3 separate regions of the Drosophila melanogaster genome follow, and regions 2 and 3 are each linked to region 1. A link is a contact called in public Hi-C data. All regions are on one chromosome and are shown on one strand. The core of a region is the stretch at or near the end of the contact, and the rest is flanking DNA. Distances in the headings are between cores, read along the strand shown.

What was found. A called contact is a pair of places that touch in the nucleus more often than the background predicts.
Region 2: a Hi-C map of the Kc167 cell line shows a contact between it and region 1, with 1.9 times the contacts expected there. The contact joins the enhancer-like site here to the promoter of eIF4G1 in region 1. A contact is called at or near these places in 23 of 107 Hi-C or Micro-C datasets (the Clone 8 cell line, the Kc167 cell line, the ML-DmBG3-c2 cell line and 8 more).
Region 3: a contact with region 1 is called in a Hi-C map of the Kc167 cell line, with 5 times the contacts expected there. The contact joins the promoter of Cals here to the promoter of eIF4G1 in region 1. A contact is called at or near these places in 16 of 107 Hi-C or Micro-C datasets (the D17-c3 cell line, the Kc167 cell line, the ML-DmBG3-c2 cell line and 4 more) and 1 of 6 datasets of contacts at active chromatin or transcription factors (the Kc167 cell line).

The regions. Positions count from the first base shown.
Region 1 is chr4:929,321-932,120 of dm6, forward strand. eIF4G1 (eukaryotic translation initiation factor 4G1) reads right to left here and starts at 1,395. Exons shown (of 16, transcript NM_079901.4): 1 at 1,192-1,395; 2 at 760-811; 3 at 502-703. The coding sequence starts at 579.
Region 2 is chr4:690,798-693,597 of dm6, forward strand. It overlaps myo (myoglianin), which reads right to left. Exons shown (of 5, transcript NM_166788.2): 3 at 2,584-2,800; 4 at 1,628-2,046; 5 at 1-1,562. The coding sequence ends at 1,194. Among named protein-coding and RNA genes, the nearest start is that of myo, 3.9 kb to the right of the region's middle. Within about 2 kb of position 1,379, at least 4 of the 39 cell types and tissues checked have an H3K27ac peak or open chromatin away from gene starts, as enhancers often do. A contact at or near this core is called in the Kc167 cell line, where this site is marked.
Region 3 is chr4:1,121,589-1,124,388 of dm6, forward strand. Cals (Calsyntenin) reads right to left here and starts at 1,377. Exons shown (of 12, transcript NM_001297793.1): 1 at 1,240-1,377; 2 at 1-34. It overlaps Arf4 (ADP ribosylation factor 4), which reads left to right and starts at 2,579. Exons shown (of 4, transcript NM_079892.3): 1 at 2,579-2,743. The coding sequence starts at 2,677.

The sequences.
Region 1 (2,800 bases), core at 145-2,644:
TAGGTTTTAAATAAAGTACTTCATACCATGCCCGGAAGAGCTTCATTTATGAATTATGTAGCTTTACAGGACTAGAACAATTATTAGTATTCAATCAAGTTCGTTAAAAAAATTTTTAATTTTTTAATTCATTTAGTAAGTAACTTAAATAATTGTAATCGCAAACATATATTTTATAAATTTTTTAATTGAATTATATACCTTTTATACAAACCGCAATATTTATAAAACAAACATATAAAAAAATTCCACAAAAATAGCATTTTCTTTTTAAACTTTGCTGTTATTGTACGAGAAGTGTGATACTATCTTAATAGATTGTTTACATTGACTACAGCAGGCAAACTTATAAAAAATAGGTTTTAGCTCTTTTCGGAACTAGGAAAACATATTTATTTAACGAACTAATTTAAAACAATTGCAAGGAAAGTAATACAGCAAATAATGTCAAAATGTATATATGTAAATAATTTTGGAGATGTTATTTTTATATCGACTTACCATATTTTGTGCTGAATGGGGCTGCATGGCTTTATCTATATCTGATTGTGTTGGTAAAGTTGGTATAGCCTGTTGCATTACGTATGTGTATTCCTAGAGTTAGCTCTGTAGGAAATCGCCAAACGGTTAGATTTACCGTTTCATAGACGATTTCTGTGGTGATTTTGGACCCACAAATACGACGTCATTCAATCATTTGATTCTTTAATGAATATTAATGAATATTAATTGTCCACGTTTCAGTTCTGCATATTTTACCTGGAAATATATTGATATACAGCTACCAGAGAGGTCTCTGAAATTAAAAGAACTGACACGTATAAAATCATTAAATATCACAAAAGATTTCACCCAAATGTTTCAAAAATATAAAGTAGACATTTTGTAATTTATTAAGTCTAGAGCTGAAGCCCAGAGATAATTTCTATTAAACATTTGCCAATCCATCCTGGAGCCTTACTTATTTGCCGACGTTGCCGTTGTGACTTTGGAGATTTCGTTCTCACAATCACAATGGTGCATATGGTGAAAACGTGCCACGAATTCCATCGTTTACATCATTTTTAAAAAGTTAAGACACATTTCAGAATGTTAGTGGTAAAATCTTTTTTCCCTTCACTGTGCACAGTAAACTTGCAAAGTATCATGTAATATTTGTTGCCCAGTGCTCATTATTAACCATCAATTTACCTGAGCAAATGTTTGTATGTGCCTATCCGACGTGATTATGTACAAAAAATACAAATGTTAAGAATTCCACTTTAAGTGTATTTTAAAAATGTATTTATTTATAAAAATGAAGCAGTAATTCCAGCTTTATCTTTACATTCAAAAACTATTTTTTAATAATTTCCACATGCAATGTGTTCTGTTCATACGAACAGAGTTGCATTTATTATTTGAAACATCGATAGCACACAAGAAATAGTGATAACTGAAGAATATCATTATCAACGATAGTTAGGTCACATTTTTAAACGCTTCATCATTAATAATTTAATTTTTTGCTAACCATAAGTTTTTAAAAATAAAAAAAAAATCATATTTCAATGTTAATTATTTACTAAAACTACTTCATAATACGTTTATTCTATTGAGGTTTGCCAAAATTATAATAATGATTGTACATGCTATGCCAGCGTTCAATTCCTGATAATGAGCCCTTTCCGCAACATGGCTAAATAGATCATTATATCTAAGAATACAACATATGGGCAACTTTAAAACAAAATGTTAATTTCATCGTAATTAGGGTTTCTTGAACGTAAAATATAATTAGTTAATTATGGCCAAAATAAGACCCTTTCACACTGACTAAAATACATATGACAATAAAGAAATTGGTAAAAAACGATTCTATATTACATCAAAATATCGATAAATAAAAGAATTTAAATCAAAACAAAAATAATCCGTATTCAGACCCAATTATTTTATATTATTATTATATATTTTTTTTTTTTGGCACGGGTCCAACGGCGACACCTCCCGACCAACCGAACGAGGGGCGCTGCCGTGTATCGTACGCCTCGATTAGCGAGAGGATAGACGCGATATAAAAAAGAGAACAGGATCGAGGAAATGAATATAATATAAAATAACTATATTAAATATTACTGTTAGTAGGATCTAATCATAAAATAAAAAAAGGTAAAATCAATTGCTTTGTGAGCGGCAGAGAGTCAAGATTACAGATATTAGGATAAAGTCTATTATAATCAGAACATAATACTCTGTAAGGGTCACGCAACTCATAGTTAGATCTACAATGATTTAAAATAAGGAACTGAGAACTGAAATAAGGAACTGAGAACTACTACTGAGAACTACTTCGAACTGAGAAGTTAAGCCGACTAATCAAGTCAGAACTCTTAACATCCCCACGAATAAGCTTACAAATAAAGACTGTTCCAAGCATAGTTCTACCAAAGACACTAGAATAACAAGATGCGTAGCGGCCATACATTGGTTTGGCACTATGCAGCCAATTTTTTAGTGACGGCCAAAATTGCTCTCTTTCCGCTCGCTCCCGCTGAGAGCATAAGAAATCTAAAAATAGAATTTGCTTGCTTGTGTGAGTAAAAACAAGAGACGAGAACGCATATATGTGTGCGTGTTGTGCTAGAAGACGATTTTCGGACCGAAATCAATTCTGATCGAAAAAACGAATTTACATTGTACATATTAGGGTAGTTTTTGCCAATTTCGTAGCAATATGATAAAATAAAATAATTTTTAACTGACTATTATCATTTTAAAGCTTTTTAAATTTGTTTGTTAAAATCGCCGCTCGAATTAG
Region 2 (2,800 bases), core at 129-2,628, 240 kb before region 1:
TATGACTCCTTGGCGATGGTACTCCTTAGCGAGCCTAAGTTTTTGGCAAAATGCCGTAATTTTTTTCAAGAGTTTTTATCTTCACCCACTCTATATTCGGAATGTCACACAATCATCTCACGACTATCCCCTTTAAGTGCTTACCTATCATCAGCTAATGTTGGAGCACTTGTCAAAATTATTATTATTGACAACTCCTAAGTACTCTTGCAAACGTTTAGAAGCCAATCCTGCGACAAGTAGTGTTAATAGAAGATTCGAAAATAACGCATAAGAAAAATAAGTTCTTTTTGGCACTCAACCAAGCATTCGAGCTTATATCGTAGGAACTAATCGGAATAAGTTTCAAAACTAACCAATTCTAGCATATTTTTTTTTAACACTATGTAGATGGAGATAGAGAAAGTGAGCGCTGTAACGCCACTGCGCTGCATTGCTACTTGTATATCTATATTTCTCTGGCACGTTATTTAACTTTTAATTATTATGAAATAAGTTCTGTGTGCTTTGCGAAACGTAAGGTTAGCCTTTGTTCTAATCAACATTATTCATACAAATCCTTACTTGTCTTGAAAAGAACAGCATATGGAAGTCTCGTTTGCACACGCACAAAGCCGTTCACTGTAAAATATTCTATATGCTCACGATGCACGGGATATGAACACCTTTATACATTTAGCTGTGTATTCAAATTAGGTAATCACACAACCGTAAATGATCCACATGTAGCCTCCGTTCAGACTATATTTGTCTGACGGTGCCATTTGTTATTCACTCAATTTTTATCAAAACTTAAGGTACTTAGTTTATTTTAACCGTGTATTTCTTTATGCGTCATACAATCATTTTATTTAAAACGATTATTTTTTGTTTGCTTTTCATTTGTAATTCGTAATGCACAGTTTAAAATATATTGTTTCGCTCTATACTTATCTTATACGGTAATGTAGGAATTCATTTTTAAATATTTTTTAATTTTTTACTGTTTTTAATTGCGATCTATTTATTAATTTGGGAATCATCAGCATGCAATCTGACCTATTTTACATTTTAAAAATGTAAATTTTATATCAAATTTGGGAATTGTACTTTAAACTAGCCTTCTCAAACAGATCCATATTCCTTTGCGTTAATTTATTTACATAGCATATGTATTAGTTCTATTTTCAAAGAACACTTTCGAATTTTGTTCGCTAAGAACAGCTGCAACCCTCGACAGACATATTTGGTATAACACTTAAAACCAGATTATGGTTATCGTCAAAATATAACAAACTTAAGGAACTCATTTTTGTCGGCGAGCAACACGGTGTGGCCGATGTCGTTAAGGCTGCTAAATGTGTATGGGGATATTGCTCTAGGTAACCAACTTTGCAGTCACCACTGCAGAAGTATGCGTCAAAGGACGTTGGTGCTACAACGAAATGCCATCCAAAGCTGGTGAAATTAACTTTGAGGGGATATCGACAACAGCGCATGTCATGATCATTTTCTGTGCAGTCCATATATACGCTGCGCTTTCTTCGATGCTTTTTTTGCGACCCAATTTCTATGTGAACAGTCTGAAATATTAAAAATATATTTAGTAGAGTAAGTGTATTCAACTTCATTATAAATGGCTTCTAACCAATGGATTTTTCGATGTGTTGTCTGTGGTCACCACTAATGACTTCATCCAGGTTTCTGCGCCCTTTATTAGAATTTCTTGCGTCATATTAGACCCAAGATTACCAAGCAGAGACTTTAAGTCCACAGCAACCCATTGTCCAAGTCCTGACGGAATACTATGTCGAAACTCAAACATTTTGACTTTAGGATTAAAGCTTGTTGTATTTGCAACCCTAATAGCGCGGTGAATAGTCACAACAATATCTTTACGTGGCTGTTTTTTAATTTCTTCAAGAAGTCCAGGTTGATGAGCACTTATCCAATCCCAACCACGTAAATATAGATGAAGGGTAGCGTAAGACAAGTCTGAGTAGCTACTGTCAATTTGAAACCGAAAAACATCGACCTTGCGATTGTGCCGAACATGAGGTTGAATTTCTAAAAGAACGAAAATATAAACGAAAATTATTAATTTTTTCATTGAAATTTGATTTCTTAAAAGCAAAAATTGGGTATTGATTAATGTTTGTTGTAAACAGTTCATTTTTTGTATGTTAAAGGGGTCAATGCCACTTGTCTTTTACCTCGTCAAGATTTTAGGAAATGTGTCGATTCTTTTTTGAAAATACACTACGCCAATGAATTTTGGGAAAACAATTTCTAAAGATAGAGAAGAAGTCATATGTATTTTTGCTTGCTTTCTCTTATTAAAGGAAAAAAGTTCGAAATCTAAACCTATAACCAAATCGGGCCCAAAAAAGATATAAATATAAGATAAATGATTATGCTTCTTACTTACAAAAAGTCTAGAAATATATTTACACAGATTTTAGTGACGTTATATATGCTTTTTACTTCTCTTAAGCTCTCCTTGTCTTTTCCTCCCTTTATCTATACCTACTCTTATATATAATATCTTCTCTTATTCAATATCTTCCTATATCTATATCTACTTTAAGAATGCTGTTTACTTACCCTCGGGAAATATGTATATACTGCTGATGTGAGACAAAATACTCTCGTACTCCTCATCGTTGGTATTAATAGGAATGTCCGACTTTTTAGCTTGATTTTTATTCAAATCTATCAGAAATTCATTAACAGTGTTAGCATCATCTCCCTGCATTTGGGAGGATGAACTTTCATCAAAAAAATCAGTCATTATGTGGTCGCCATAAGTGTCATTTATAGA
Region 3 (2,800 bases), core at 127-2,626, 190 kb after region 1:
TCTTTAATAATCAAGCCCAAATATATTTATTTTGCTGAAAGAAAATGATTTTCATATTGAAATGCAAACACCGATTTAAGCAAAAATACCACAATTGTTTTGTTTCTTAAATTAGTGTTCTTCCTTTCTATTATTTTTAAAAGCATTAAAACTACATGAACTTACATAAATATATTGTACATATGTGTATATATTGAAGATTATATTTTATATTTTCCCAAAACTCGTATCAATAAATCTTTAAAAATCATGTACCTAGTAGATGTTTATTTTCCGTTCTTTAAGATAAAAATAATAATAATATAATACATTGCAATTTTATACTCTGTGATGACACATTCGACTTTAGAGTAGTTTTTCTTTCTAATACGTGGTAAAATAAGACAAAGTTTTGTCGTGTGTAGGCCCTACACCCTTTCGCAGTTTTTATACAATATGTTGAAAACGCGAAAACGAAATTCGACAAATTTTTTTGTTGCTTAATAAATTTTTTGCAGACACATAAAATTATATTTATTTCTGAACATTTTTTTAAGATTACACAGTCTTGCGCTTCAAGGGCTCTTATGAAAGGATAAACAATGAATGAATTTTGAGAGAAAAAGAAACGTTCAAGGAAAAGAAGTATTACAGAGTTCAGTTCATAATAATAAAAAATTAAATATTGGTTAAGCCGAGATTTTGTTTTATACTTTGGAAACACTTCTTCTTTCAAAGCACTCAATATAAATTTTCCTGATAATTTATTCTGGAAAGTATCTAGAAAACAATCCTGAGTAATGTTTACGAAAGTATTGTAATATAGTCTCGGAATATATCCAGAAGACATTTAGGGAATGCTTACAGAAGCTTTTCACGGAGTTCCTACAGCACGGGAAGTATGAAAGAGCCCGGCAAAAAGGAACACCAAATTTCCTCCTCATGAAACCACTTCCACTCGAAAAAGAGTATCGAAAGTGTTCCGGAATAATTCCACTACCGTCTCGGTGCTTCTCTACTTTTTTCGTTGGTACAATACAATAGAAAGAATGTAACCAAAGCAACAAGAATTACGGCCAATTTTTTACGTTAAATCAAAAACTTTTTAAAGTTGTTGTTGGTGTTAGAATAAAATAGATAAGTTATTCAAATTGGTTCGGATTTTCTTTAATTATATATATGTAGGACAGAAAGTGGAAAGTCTGGGAATTTTAGTAGCACTTTTTTTTAGTTAGTCTCATTTTTTGTTGATTAGCTTACAGCTCCAAAACACATTTTATTCGAGGACCGTGTATAAACTCTAGTTCCCGTGACTATATATGATTAAACATTATAAAATGTACCACAGTGAAACTGATTGTTGGATTACATATATGTATTACATTAGTATATATGAATATGCATGGATGAGAAAATCTTGTGTATGTGTTGTATCCAAGAGATACACATTCTGTAATGAACTTGGATTGCCTAACTGAACGAATAGCGAACCTATCCGAAGGGAATCATGCGTAACCTAAATACTTTGATTATAACTTTTACATATGCATAGATTTAAATCGACTCAAATATGAAATAGTACAAGTTAATTAGACGGGGCACATTAACAAAATCTCAGAAAATAATTTTTTTTGTTTCATTACATAGTTTCTTACTTTTGTCAGCAAAATAATTACTTGTGACGTTTGAAAAACTAGTTGTAAGTTTAAATACAGAAGTCAATACACTGGAAACGTTTATCCGACATTTTCAGATCCTTGTGTGGAAGTGGTTAATACTTGAAAAGTGATTAAAAAAAACAACATATAAGGCCCTGTGGAGACTATGCTCTAACATTTTAATCGAATTTTAAGTGATACCATGGTTTGTTTAAAAGGAAAGTTAAGGGGTGCTTACGCTGTTTTGATTTACAAATGACTGGAATTTTTGGGTAGGATATTTTCATATATAGATATTTTGATTCCTTGATATCCCAAGACTCAACATTTTTTTTTTATTTTTGATCAGAGGCAGAATATTTATGTTGTTAACTATTGCAAATCGCAACCAAAATATAGTGATTGTCATTTATCTTGGCCTGATATCGACATATTGGCAATAGCAGACCTTTGATTAATAAAAATGTCTTAATTTTTGGTTAATAGAGAGGAAGAACCTAAGTTTTTTGTTTTCAGGCAGCTTTATAGTGTTTGAAAAATTTGTAACATCGTTTTTAAATTTGATTTTTAAATTTGATTTGAAAAAGTTGTTTTGGCAATTAGAATTCGCGAATAATACCATAGTCCTACAGAGCACATTCGTAAAAAACAGTTGTGATTTTTAAAAATTGTGTAACTCCGAGTCTAAGTTATATGCTCACTAACCCCTTGGGGGCAGCCTTTCTAGGTCAATTTAAATATTTCACTTAAAAAATGTACACGAAAATGGTTTTATCGACATTCGACTTAATGGCGCAGTCAAAACATTGTATTATCGATGTAGTTTTGTGTTTCTTTTTATTGTTTTCATCAGACCATGCTTAGGGTATAGTCAACATACTGTTATTAGTATTTTATAGAAAACAGTATTTTTAACCATCGTTTAACTTTTCTGAAAAGTACAGCATTATTAATCGAATGACTAGTTTACACGTCAATTTACTGAAGTTACTGAAGACAAGCTTTTTCCTATACGAAATAAAATAGTTTCTTATTAAACATGGGACTAACAATATCTAGTCTTTTGACACGTTTGTTTGGAAAAAAACAAATGCGTATTCTTATGGGTATGTTCAAAATACGATACACTAAATATAAGCCTTTAGTTCGCGCATAATTTTTAA